Linked DNA regions of Sus scrofa: region 2 is linked to region 1. The links are chromatin contacts, called in public HiChIP or PLAC-seq maps. All regions are on one chromosome and are shown on one strand. The core of a region is the stretch at or near the end of the contact, and the rest is flanking DNA. Distances in the headings are between cores, read along the strand shown.

Region 1 (6,509 bases), core at 2,244-4,743:
AGATAGCAGTGGAGCTGCTGTGGTTGCAGCGGGAGCAGCTCCCGGTCTCATCACTTGGCTCTCCAGAAGTCCCTCATGGGACCACAGACTCCACTGAGCTAGTGGAAACCTCTGATCTAGTGCTTTTGCTCCAGGCCTTTCTGGAACTCACCATCACCCAGTCTGGCCATACTGATTGGCCACTGAGCCAAGGACTCTTCCCTGCATGTCAGGAGGCACACAGTCTCTGAGGCCAGGCAGCTCAGGGGTATATCTTGGTTCTGCCACTTGCCAGCTGGGTGGCCATAGTCCCTCACATGGAGCCTTGGCTCCTCACCTGTAAGATGGGGCTCACCAATGTCCCCACCTCCGTGAGCTTGTGGAATGCTCAGAGCCACATCGTGGAGTGAGTGAATGCTCTGAGCCTGGCTGGTCTTGACGCTCCATTGATGGATGCTGCTCTTCTTCCTGTTAGACCCCAGGCCCTGTGACTACTGTCCCAGGACCCTGGAGAATGACAGTCCCATCTGCGTTTTTCTACCCTTTTCCCCATTTGGCTTCTTAGCTCAGACACGGAGGAGTTTTATTGTTACTTTTTTGATTTGTGAATTCTCTTAAATGACGAGCCTAAAAAATGAAGCCACTTCGAGCAGTCTGTAAACTGAATCCTCCTTATTGAAAAGAGAATAATCAGAGGGGACCATGTCCATACAGTCTAGACCTGATGGTTGCTGTTCCCCACCAATGTCACTCATTAACCTGTTAGAACGGGAAAAGGACCTGGTTCATAGAGGCCACAGCCATTTGTGGAGCACCTAGTCCACTCCAGGCACTGTGCTCCACGCTGTGTGCATTATCTCTTTGAAGCATTTGTTGTTGTTTTGGCCATACCTGCATCATGTGGAAGTTCCACATTCAGGGGCCAGGGATCAAACCTGTGCCTTGCAGTAACGATGCCAGATCCTTAGCCCACTGAGCCACCAGGAAATTCCTCTTTGAACCATTTGAAACAATCCCATGAGGTGGATGGTAGTAGGCCCATTTTATAAGGAGGAAACAGGTTCAGAGAGGGAAAGCTCCCTGCCCAAAGTCACACAGCCCAAAGAAGTTCAGCTGGTAAGTCATAGAGCCCTCTTATTTCCAGGGAGGGAAATGGAGACTTAAGTGACTTGGCCAAGGTCCCTCAGCCAGGAGGAACAGGGCTGGGATTCAAACCGGGCGCCCTGACTCTGAGACCAGTGCTGTGTGGGGCCCGTTCCCAGCCTGGCCTAGGCTTCCGCTCCTTTACTCTGGTTCTTCCTGCAGTGCCTGGGAGCAGCTGCGGCCCCAGCCCCTGCCGTGTGTGGCGTGGAGCTGGACTCACTCATCTCCCAAGTGAAGGACCTGCTGCCAGAGCTCGGGGAGGGCTTCATCCTGGCCTGCCTAGAGCACTACAGCTACGACCCAGAGCAGGTGATCAACAACGTCCTGGAGAGCCGCCTGGCCCCTGCCCTCAGCCAGCTGGATCGCAGCCTAGACAGGTGGGAGGAGGCTCCTGGCTGCCGGCCTGCCTCAGGTCCCTGGCCACAGCACTCTGGGGGGCCCTCATCAGGGGCCCTTCTCAGTTCCTCTGCATGCCTACTGCTCTGTCCCTGGTGTCCCAAGACTCAGCTTATTTTCTCTCCACCCAGCAGAAGTTCCCCACCCTATAAGCTCATGTCCTCTGTGGGGAAACATAGATGCCTCAGGCCCCCAGGAAGCCCTCATACACCCCCTTCAGGGCAGAGTGTGCACTGGGACCTGCCTGCACCAACAGGTGGGAAAACAGCTCAGAGACACAGGATGTGACCGAGGGGTCACAGGCCTTTGGAGCTCTGATATTGCTGGCCTGCCCTGTCATTGCCACCTTCCCAGTAGATTCCATGGGGAGGACAGCCAAGGCTTCCCTCTTCCTTCACACCCACTCTTCCTGAGTTGGGCACACTGCTTCCCTGAAGGCTCCCAAGGTTGAGGGGTGGGGAGCAGGAATGAGTACATGAAGTGGGTGTTTCTTCCATTCATAAATGTTTATTGAATGAATGAATGAAGTTAGCTCTGCCCTTGGACAAGCTCCTTGGCCTCCCTTTGCCCATTTTACAGGTGAGGGCATTGAGGCACAAAGAGCTCAAGCGACCTCTATCTCATAGGGCTGTTGTGAACATCAGATGAGGGAGGGAGATTTTAAACAAAAAACCTGCATCAATGGCACTGGGGACTGAGGGACGCTTTGTGTGAGGGGTGGCCACATACCCAGGCAGGGCCAGATTGGGCAGGTTTTTAGGCTGCGTCCCAAGTGTTGAAGGGGTTTGGAGGCTCTGACAGTGTAACATGGTAGGGGAAAGTGGGGTGCAGGTCGATGTCCACTGGCAAGGCCCCTGAAATGGGTTTCTCTGCCACCCCCCAGACAGGTGAAGCCAGACCCGACACCTCTGCTGACATCTCGTCACAACGTCTTCCAGAATGATGAGTTTGACGTGTTCAGCCGGGACTCAGTGGACCTGAGCCGGGTACACAAAGGCAGGAGGTGAGTTCAGTGGGCCATGGGGGTCCCAGGACCCCAACTCTGCAAATGCAGAGAGAAAGTGAGAGAAACTAAAGGCCCCCATCTTACGGAGCTTCAGCTCAGGGCTCCCCCGGCAGCCGGGCTCAGGCTCTCTAGTGATCCTGCTTTGGGCTCTAACTGCACTCAGGGGTTATCAGTGAGTCCTCCTCATTGACAGTGAAAAGCCAGAGGGTCCAAAACAAGCCCCTCTTCCCTCCTTAGACATTTGGGGTGTCCACCCCTGAATCTCTGGATGGGAGAGCCGTGCTTCCCAGCAGCTGCTCCTTGACCTGAATTTCTCCATTCTGTGACAAAATGAGCAAATGAAGGGCCTGTACCTGGTGAGCTTTTCATAAGTAACCATATTCCATTTGCAGGCCTTTTTGCTTATTTTTAGTCTATGTCCTTCTTACTTTTTTGGCTCTGGAAAGTCCATCCATGATTTATTCATTTATTCAACAAATATTTGCCTGTGCTTCCAGGCCCTGGATTTATTAGGTGCTGGGGATCTGTTGAGGAATGAAACGGACACGGGCCTTGCCCACGTGGAGTTTGCACTAATCAACTTGGCAAACAAGCAACATAAAATTGCAGCTGAAACAGATTCTATGAGTTGGAGGTGCTCAGACTTCTGAGCCTCTGGTTGGAGCTTTAGTCCAGGCAGAAAGTCTCCTCAGAGAAAGTGCCCTGGCATTGCTGGTGGAAGGACAAGGAAGAGTCAGTTCTACAGAGGGAGAGGGGACTTTCCCAGCAGAGGGAACAGCAGAGGCAGTGGCCACAAGGCCGCAGGGAGCATGGTGAGGGTCCCCCTGAGCTGACACTTTCTGTTTTGGAAAGATCACCTAGCTTTGAAACTGAGACCCATCAGAGAGCTTGAGAGTCAGCAGCCACATGGAGACTGTGACAGGATGGGGAATAAGACACTGACAGCCCCCTGCTGGGCCGCCAGAGTTTTTCTGGGCAGAGTTGATTCTTGGGCAAGTACAGCCTGCACTTTCCCCCATGATGGAACCAGAAGGGGACCTGCCCAGTTCTCGGCATAGGAGCCCCAGGCCAGAGGTGCAAGCTGTACCCCCTCCCCAGGGCCATCCAGTGATGGAAGCGTGGCTGGCTGAGGGCTTGGGGACCCGGCACAGGGCAACCATAAAGAAAACATTTGCAAACTGCTTAGTCACACACATTGCGACATCTCCAGATCCCAGGCTAGCAATGTTATCCTATGTCAGTGGCCGCTGTTCCAGACCAGAATGACCCTGCTATGGGGAGAGGGGCAGGCAAGGAGGGCTGTACCCCTGCTCAAAAGGTGCTCCAGGTGCCTGGCAGAGACCCTGGGTAGCAAATGTTTACTGAACTCACTGTGCTTGGTAGCCCAAGCTTTAAGGGTTACAAAGAGGCAAGGCCTCCATTCATGTGTTCATTATTTATTTATTCACTCAGCAGATATCTATTAAGTAATTTACTGTCTCCAGATCCTGTGCCAGAGACACCAGGGAGACAAGGTGAACAAGGCACCCAGGCCTCGCCCATAAACAGCACAGAGACCGTGGGAAAGACGTAGGCCATTAGACAAGCAGGGACGGAGTAGAGAGGTGCTGGGATGGGGCAGGGAGGAGCCTGAGCAGGGGCACCTCTCCTGATGTGGGCGGGGCAGAGGGGCCTAGGGCCTTTGGCCGTGGCTTCATGGAGCACATGAGAAGTTAAGTAGCATAAGGCAGATCACCCTTGAGTTAAAATGTGTGTGTCAGAGTTCCTATTGTGGCTCAGCAGGTTAAGAACCTGACTAGTATCCAAAGAGGATGTGGGTTCAATCCCTGGCCTCACTCAGTGGATTAAGGATCTGGTATTGCCATAAGCTTAAGCATAGATTGCAGCTGTAGCTTGGCTCTGGCATTTGCTGTGGCTGTGGTATGGCCTAGCGGCTGAAGCTCCGCTTCAACCCCTAGCCTGGGAACTTCCATATCCTGCAGGTATGGCCCATAAAAGACCAAAAAAACCAAAAAAACAAAAAAAGTGTGTGTCCGTTAAGTCGATTATACCAGATGGGTGCACTCAGTGGCTAAAGTAATAAGGACATCTGTCCCCTTGCATGATAGGCAGTCACAAGTAGGTCAGTCTAGGCTTGGTTGCTCTGTGGTGCAGCCATCCCGTCAAGGAGGCATCTTGCTCCCTCAAGGCCCCTGGGTGGCTGCAGCTGTTTCAGCTGTGACCTCCAGAAATGACCTCTTTCTGCCTCTGCTTTGGAGACCAGGAAACCTTTCCCGGAAGTCTCCAGGTTTCCCTCATATCTCACTGGGGAGCTGGGTCACGGGGCCGAGGGCCAGGGCTCCAGAAGGGGGAAGGGGCAAGACCTGAGTGAAATGAGGGTCTGTTAGGAGTGGGGGTGAGGTGAAGGGTGGTTGTTGGATAGATGTCAAGCTCATGTGCTACAGCTCTTTCATAGCAAAGCCAAGGAGACTGTGAGTGTAAGGTGGGGTCTCCGAACTCCCTTGGACTGAATAGTGGTACCCTGGAAGATAACAGTTCTCTCCCAAAACAGTTCTATTTACAAAAATGCCTGTGCACCCTGTGTGCCTCTTGGAGAGTCCCAGAGCCCATTAGCACATTAAAGGCTCTGACAAGTCCTGCAGGAAATGCAATCAGATTCCCTTTGCTCAGCAGGTGCCAGGTCCACTTCTATTCATTGTCTCATTTTATCCTGACATCATGCCTGGGTGACAGAACTAAATCTTGGCGAGGATAAGGGGCTTGCCTATGATCACACAGCTCAGGAAGAAGCTGAGCAGACTTGAGTCAGGAGACCTGTTCTGGCCATGGCTCAGCTGCTAGAAACTGTGTGACCTTGGGAAGGTTACTGTACCTCTCTGGGTCCCCTGCTTCCTCACCTGGAAAAGGAAGGGTTTGCCTCCTCTGTAGGCCCTTTAGAAATTCAAAGGTGGTTGTCACCTCACTAAGGGTCACTTTGAGTTGGGCCTTGAAGAACAAGCTGGAGGAAATGAGGAGGGGAATGGTGGCTGAGCCTTAGGAGAGCGCACATGTACCCCAGGCTTGCTACTATCTTGTAGGAGGCCGAGGAAGCCACCTGCCCTGGAGATAGTGTTTGATAGCTGCTTGACTGGGGTTCCATCTCTTTTCCTGACTAGTTTTACCCCTGATTTCCTTTACCTTCCTGGCTTCAAAAGAGATCATGGGCCAAAGCCATACCTTCCTGGATAGAGTACCCAGGGCACCATGCTCCTCTGTCCTTACCTGTATCCCTCCCAGGACCCAGCTAGGACGGATGAGGTTTGCCAGGCTTCTATGTGGTCCTGCCCAGGAGCATATACCCAGAGGCCACACAGTGTGACTGAGCCTCTCTACCACCCTCTCAGGACTGAGTAGACCAGGGGTGATGTGACCTGGCCATGGGACGTGGATGAGTGACAGCTCTCATTCATCCTTGGTCCCCTGGCCCAGCTTGGAGCCTGGTACCCAGTAGGCCCTTGGGATACATGTGTTGATTAAATGGATGTGCTTCTACCATTGGTGCCAACCACCTGGACAAGCTTGGCATCTTTCCTTTCCTCTCTGCCTCTTTCTTCTCCAGTTCTCAACTTGTCAAAGAAAGCCACGTAAGGAGTTCCCGTCGTGGTACAGTGGTTAACAAATCCGACTAGGAACCATGAGGTTGTGGGTTCGATCCCTGCCCTTGCTCAGTGGGTTAAGGATCTGGTGTTGCCGTGAGCTGTGGTGTAGGTTGCAGACGCGGCTCGGATCCCACGTTGCTGTGGCTCTGGCGTAGGCCGGTGGCTACAGCTCCGATTCGACCCCTAGCCTGGGAACCTCCATGTGCTGTGAGAGTGGCCCAAGAAATGGCAAAAAAACAAAACAAAACAAAAAGCCACATAAGGGCAGAGGCCACAGTTACAGGCCCCCTCTCCTGGTGTGCCGTGAGAGGTTCCTATGGACTGAGAATTCTCCCTGGTCCAGACCA
Region 2 (6,509 bases), core at 1,067-3,566, 210 kb before region 1:
CCTGGCCTCTCTCCTCTCCTCCATTTGAAAGCTCAGCTCTGCTGCATCTGAGCAGCACAGGTTTATACCCCCAAACAGATGTCCTTCACAGCTAACAGGAAAGGGAACTGGCAGAGGATGAGTTTCTGCTCCCCTACAACTCCACTTGAGTGTGAGTGGGGGTTTTAAAATCAATACCAATGAACCCAAGAATAGGAGACACTGAGGAGCCCGATGCAGCCTGCCAGACACTTAGGGCAGGCATCGAAAGGGAAATCATCCTTCTTAGCCAGCAGCACTCACTACCTTTTCATTTATGCTCCTCAGAAAGGAAACCCAGTGCTGGATTAAGGACCATTTAAGTACAGAAGAGAGAATACTAAATACCCTTTAGGGACAAAAGAAAACCACAAAAGGAAAAGGCTAGACAAGGGGCAATTAAAGGACAGAGAACTGAAATATGTAAAACACACAAGACTTCATCTTCTAGAACCCAGTGAGTACTTCACAACTGTTTCTGAAAAGCCATGAATCAGCAAGAACCTGTGGTTACAGAGAAAAATGATCTAAATCTATTTCTGAATGTGTACATTTATTTAGCATACCTGCTGCAATTCAGCTCAAAAGGCTGCCATGAATTTGATCAGTCAAGCTTTCCCTATCTGTGACTTCTTTCAGGGTATTCTGATAGACCCTAAGTGAAGTTTTCATGCTTACACAATCTTCCATGCTAACAGTTCTCTGGCAAGACCACCTCCATTCAGTTCTAGGCTCTTATTTAAAAAAAAAAAAAAAAAAAAAGCAGTGATGCCATTTGACTTGAAAGTCACCAGCATCATTCTGGCATCTCAATGAATGATTGACCCAGAAGAAATGCTCTAAAACCCCTCAACTGGCTATTCCACAAGACCAGCCCCTGCTGAAGCAATGCTGTTTGTCATAAGCAAGATGACTTTAGCGGGCCTGTGCAGAAGTCAGCAGGGCACCCGTGGCTGCAACCTGCCTCGGCTCTAATGGTCTCCTCGGCCAGGTGCTGGGGTCCTCCCGCACCCCCTCACCCCTGGGCCCACCTGCCTGCCTACACTCCCAGCCCCAAGCTTCATCCCAATGAGTGCAGAGAAGGGAAAATGGCGGCGTTAGTGTGGAGAAGTTATTGTAGATGTGCAGACATCACACAAAGGTTGTTGCAAATGCTCACCACGTTTGATCAACACGGTCAGTGTCCCTGCAAGGAGGGGAGAAAAAGCTCAGAGGAGAAGCCAACTGAAGACATTTGGGCCTAGGGTGAGGGTGGGAGATGAGAGTCCTAGAAGCATTCTCACTAGACAAGAGGTGGCTCTGTTTTCAATCCAGGTCCACTTGTGCCGATAAGCTATGTCCCAATTCAGATAAAATTCCTATTCCGAGAACACTGAGCATCCTTCAGTCACCACCCCAGCTGGGGCAAAGCATTCCTAGCAACTCACTACCCCAACCAAGAAAGAAAGAAATCAGGAGCCTTATAGATTGAAGACTATTATCAGCAATCCCCCCTCAACAAGTATGGTGTCAGGGAACAGGGTAAGGAGTAGGAAATGAGATTCCCTGCCCATAGCAGGAAAATCATTTTTGCTCACAGCAGCCATGCTGAATAGGAAGAAATTTTATTCTAGGGGTAAGAAATGGTGGTTTGAGTGCTGATGGCTATTGCCCCACCAATCCAGGAAGCAAAATCAAAACAAAAAGGGACATCATTTGCCCATTTCAAAATTTACTCACAATCATTCTAAAATGAAAGACACCAAATACAGTTCTGCAAACACCAATTTCAGAGGCACAAAAAGTCAGTCGAGGTCTTGTAGACCCTGAGGTCTGCCTGAGAACACTGCCAGCCAGATGATTTCACCTCTCCATCCTGCAAGCTCTGTGGACCAAATCTCAGCCCCTGCACCCATGCCCACCCTACCACACATCCCAATGGTACCTGCAGTGGTGCTTCCTACTGGCAAGCCAGAAGGCACTATCACACGCATAGCAGTGGGCAGCCAGGTGGTCAGGGAGCCATCGAGTCATCTGTAAAACATAGGGGCCAGCTTAGTTTCAGGAGATGGGCCATCCAGCTGGAGCCAGCAGAGCCATGCTGGGGGCAGCAAGAGTCACAAGGACCACACTGGCTCAAGTGGCACCAGCCCAATAGGTCTGTTGTCAGCAGTACAAGAAAGGCGTCCAAATCGTTTCCCTGGAAGGGACTCCAAGCTCTCCTGAGATCGAGTGGCAGGCAACAGCACCCAGGGTCGCTATGAGAGCTGGCAAGGCTCTAGTTCATAGAGGCAATGAGGAGAGAGGGCTGGCTTGCTGAGTCTCCCTGGCTCAGAAATTCTAGGCTTGATGGGAATTCACAGGTGCTGAGATTCAGAGAGGCTCAAGACTAAATGTGCTGTGAGGTCATTTCTTGGCCGGGGCAGGGGCAAGAATGGGGGTAGAGAAGAACCGCAGAACAGTTATATGGGTGGCACTCAGAACAGGGGCTGAGCCTGTACCTCCGTGTCCTGTTTATCCACCTGCTCCCAGCTGGCTTCAGAGAAAATCTCTGTGCTGCAGCGAGACAAACAGTTCTGATCCAGATTGCTTTCCGAGTCGGGAATTGAGGTCTGTTGGCAAACAAACACAGCTGAACAGAATGAACCTGGTCTCCTCCCAGAAGAAGAAAGGACTTGGCAAAGAAAGGAGTACTGGGGACTTTGGACAGGCCCGGGTTTTAAGGCTGCTGAATCTCTAGGTGCCTCAGCCACGAAGAACTGGGTTGAGCAGGTGCAGAGACAGGGCTAAGCTCAGCTGGAAGAGAGATACACAGGTCTAAGGCTGTGTGCAGTGCTTCTGGAGTGGAAAGACAGGCCATGGGTTCCAGGAAGTGGGTGAGGCAGAAGTGACCAGGGTGGAGTGGGAACTGTGTCAGCTGCTCCAGGGGGCTGTCAATTCAACCCTGCCACTTACATCTGTGTGCTGAAACTGAGTGCTTTGGGCATGTCCTTTTTCTGAAGGACTCTTTGGGAAAATGAGAAACCATCATTGGAATAAAGGAAAAACCAAGAAGTGAGCTGGAATTGAAAGTCATTGGATGAGCCCGCCTTTAATGTATGCTGACTGCTTCAGAGCCAGACTCACACTTGAACACATCAAGTCAGACACACCAGTACATGGCGTGCCTCCTTAAAAATGTCCCCTCAGGTACCCCCCACTTCCAGTCGCCAGGCCCCATCAGCACTAACTCCCAATAGTGCTAGTACCAACCCTTCTGCCCATTTTGACTGCCATCGCATGGCACTGGGTGGGAACAAGTATCTATTTAAAAAAGAACTAAACCCTTCACAGTTACTGCCCATGCTGGGGGTGGGGCTGGTTAATTATTCACTAGCTACTGGGGCAGAAGAGACACTATATTTTGACAGGAAGGTTTGGGATGTTGCCCTACAAATGTCCTTCTGCCCAGGAGTTGAAGTTTTTCTTAAAATGTATGATCCTTTCTCCAAAGAGAATTGACCAACCATAGAGTGAGTGCTAACTCTCTTCCTTATGCTGTCTGGACAGGATACTCATAAAAAGTAAGCAAAGCAGAAAGAAAAGAAGTCCCCTCACTGCCCATCACCTGGCTGAGGCTGATCTTCAGCCTCTCTCAACAGGACTACTCTGGACCTTTCTAATTCTTTTAAAAAATCTGTAAAAAGGGTGCCCCAGTTCAGTGGGCCCTCTCTCCCTGCACACCATGGTGTACTCACCACTTCATCCCCAAAGTCCCCATTGAAGCGCAGGGAGCTGGTCAGATACTGGCTCTCTAGGCGACTCCTCAACTCCTGGACCTGTTTCTTCAAGGTCTCCACTTCCTGCTGGTGGCCTGACTCAATCTGACGCAGGCGCTGCTGGATTGTGTCCGTGTACACAGGCATGCCATCATCGTCCAGGTGGCTACGGGAAGGCTGATCAGGGCTGCCAGCTGCAGACGGCCTCCCCGAGTAACTGTGCAGCCACTTGTGGTACAAGTTCCTCGAGGGTAAGTGGGCAGAGCTGCAGCTTGTAGCAGACAGCTGGCGACTCAGTGAGTCCTTGCTCCTACCAGCTTCCCCATTAGCGCAGTGCCCATTGGGGGTGGGGTACTTCTGGAGGGTACTATGCCCTGGGGGCTGCTCTGAGGCCTTATTTTCAGTCTCAGGGGCACCATTGCATACAAGGCCCTCTTTACATTCAGCTAAAGGCAAGGCACAAGGAGAATGTGCTGGGCTGTGGGTGCTGCCAGGAGAAGTCCTATGCACCACAGATCCCACCTGGGGCCTTTCAGCCAGGCTCCTCTCCAAAAGCCTGGGCTCCATGGCTTGAGGAAGCACGAACTTGCCACTGAACCTGCCACTGTTTACCAGGCAAGATCTGTGATGGCCTTGGGGCCCACTTTCTGACTTCATTTTATCCTCTATTAACAAGTCCATGGAACTGTCCACGTTTGGTCCTCTGGCCTCAAGTGGGACTTGGGAGGGCAGAGAACTTGACTGTGAGGTACCATAACCAACTTCTGCATCTACTGGGATTGGAAGGACTGCTTCCTCCCTATCCTCTGCCATAGCTCCTATTCGAGACTGTTCCACAGGGACCTCTTGGACATCCTCTCCCCTGGGGGTCTCCTGGAGAGAACTGGGGAGAACACTGTGCCCACCCTGCTGCTCAGGAATACCCAGAGGAAGGCTGGTGCCTGGCTGGCTGCTCAAAGCATCATCACCCAGTTCTGGCTCTTGTTGAAATACAATGGCTGGGCCCTCAGGGGTCTTTCTCCTGCTCTCCTTTTCTAAAAGAGCCTCCTCTTTGACCTCCTGCATCCCCCTGTGAGCAGGGTCCTCTATCCCACTCTCCTCTTTGGTGGCCTCTTGCAAAATGTTCTCCATCTGCCCCTCAGCCACTCCAGCTGCAACAGATAGCTCAGCCCCAGCCAGCACTTTGGTTGGTTTCCCCAAGCTGTCAGGATCTAGAGGCTCCTCTCCAGGACCAGCCAGGGTGCTCAGTTCCAGTGAACGCCGGTGCTCTTGCCACTTCTCATTCAGGCTCGGGTCACTGCTGCGCCGGCTAGTGAGAGGCACTGTGTTGTCGCAGGCTGTGGTCAGATTGTCAAATGATCTAGTCTTTGGTAGCCTAAAGAAAGTTTGGGGGAAATGAGAATCTGAGGCTATCCAGAGGGAAGTGGGAGACAATACATTTCAACAGTCATTTCATAACTAGCTTCATCACAGCTACTCAAGGAGCCATGGCATATCTAGGGTGAGGCTTAGACTGCAGGAAGATGAAGCTCCAAGATGAGTCCTTCTATTCCTCTGGCACCACACCTACACTATACCCAACATATACAAATAAGCTAACAGCAAATGCTCTCTTAAAAAAAAAGACATTCTTGGAGTTCCCATCGTAGCGTAGCAGAAATGAATCCAACTAGAAACCATGAGGCTATGGGTTCGATCCCTGGCCTCCTTCAGTGGGTTAAGGATCCAGCACTGCCGTGAGCTGTGGTTGTGGTGTAGTCACAGATGCAGCTAGGATCTGACATTGCTGGGGCTGTGGTGTAGGCCGGCAGCTGTAGCTCTGATTAGACCCCTAGCCTGGGAACCTCTATATGCCACGGAGTGGCCCAAAAAAGCAAAATAAATAAATAAAATAATAATAAATAAAAAAACATTCTTCATGATACTGCTGTTTCTCAATTAGTGGCAAAGTAAAGTAGCAGTGCTGATTTTCTGCTATTACAATATTTTTAATTATTATTTATCAGACTGAATTCAATAAGCTAATTCATACGTTGCAAAGTCAAACTTTTTATCATCTGAAGTCATCTGCCTTTATAAGCCCAAGACAACAAATCACAGCAGAGAGGCAGCAACACAGAGCAATTGCTGAAATTCAAGCTAGAGAGTCACAAGGAACCCAGAGGAGGAGTTCCCTTGTGGCTCAGCAGTTTAAGGAGCTGGCAGCATTACTGCTATGGCTTGGGTTCAATCCCTAGCTCAGGAACTTCTGCATGCTGTATGTGCTGCAAAACAAACAGTAAACACCCAGAGAAACACCACTTGAGAAACTGCTTGGTGCATGCAGCAGAGCCATGTAGCAACAGGGCCCAATACTCTACAGAAAATGAGGTTTTTACAGCCTCATAGCCCAAAATCCTTACACTTTCCCTAAGAAAACTTCAAAGATCAATGAAATGTGTGCAGCTTGACAATGTCATGATCTCCAATCATCCCTGGGTATATATAGCGTAGCACAAGAATACAACCACAAAGGATCTGAGGTCTTGGCATCAGCCTCAGGGCTCACCGACTCAGGGGCGGATCCTCAGAGCTGGTGCCAGGGCCTGGGTATGGTGCACAGCTGTCGTCCACAGGGGTAGACGGGGATGGGCAGGGCAGGTACACCGCACTCCATAGCATCAGGTTACGCACATGGCACACAGGATACAGCACCTAAGGAAAGTGCAAGTGGGCAGGTTAAATGAGTTCCAACAAGTCTGTCAGAAACATCCA

What was found. HiChIP or PLAC-seq counts read pairs in DNA pulled down with a chosen protein or histone mark.
Region 2: a contact with region 1 is called in an H3K27ac HiChIP or PLAC-seq map of skeletal muscle, with 6 times the contacts expected there. The contact joins two enhancer-like sites. A contact is called at or near these places in 9 of 47 Hi-C or Micro-C datasets (embryonic fibroblasts, epiblast stem cells, liver and 1 more) and 2 of 2 datasets of contacts at active chromatin or transcription factors (alveolar macrophages and skeletal muscle).

What each region holds. Positions count from the first base shown.
Region 1 is chr14:46,806,510-46,813,018 of Sscrofa11.1, reverse strand. It overlaps ASCC2 (activating signal cointegrator 1 complex subunit 2), which reads left to right. Exons shown (of 19, transcript XM_021072416.1): 13 at 1,285-1,499; 14 at 2,402-2,521. Among named protein-coding and RNA genes, the nearest start is that of UQCR10, 26 kb to the right of the region's middle. Within about 2 kb of position 3,493, at least 23 of the 83 cell types and tissues checked have an H3K27ac peak or open chromatin away from gene starts, as enhancers often do. A contact at or near this core is called in liver and skeletal muscle, where this site is marked.
Region 2 is chr14:47,013,193-47,019,701 of Sscrofa11.1, reverse strand. It overlaps MTMR3 (myotubularin-related protein 3), which reads right to left. Exons shown (of 20, transcript XM_001926519.6): 16 at 6,304-6,449; 17 at 3,735-5,130; 18 at 2,499-2,609; 19 at 1,943-2,031. All of the region lies in intron 1 of LOC106505968 (a long non-coding RNA gene), which reads left to right. Among named protein-coding and RNA genes, the nearest start is that of MTMR3, 140 kb to the right of the region's middle. Within about 2 kb of position 2,316, at least 11 of the 83 cell types and tissues checked have an H3K27ac peak or open chromatin away from gene starts, as enhancers often do. A contact at or near this core is called in liver and skeletal muscle, where this site is marked.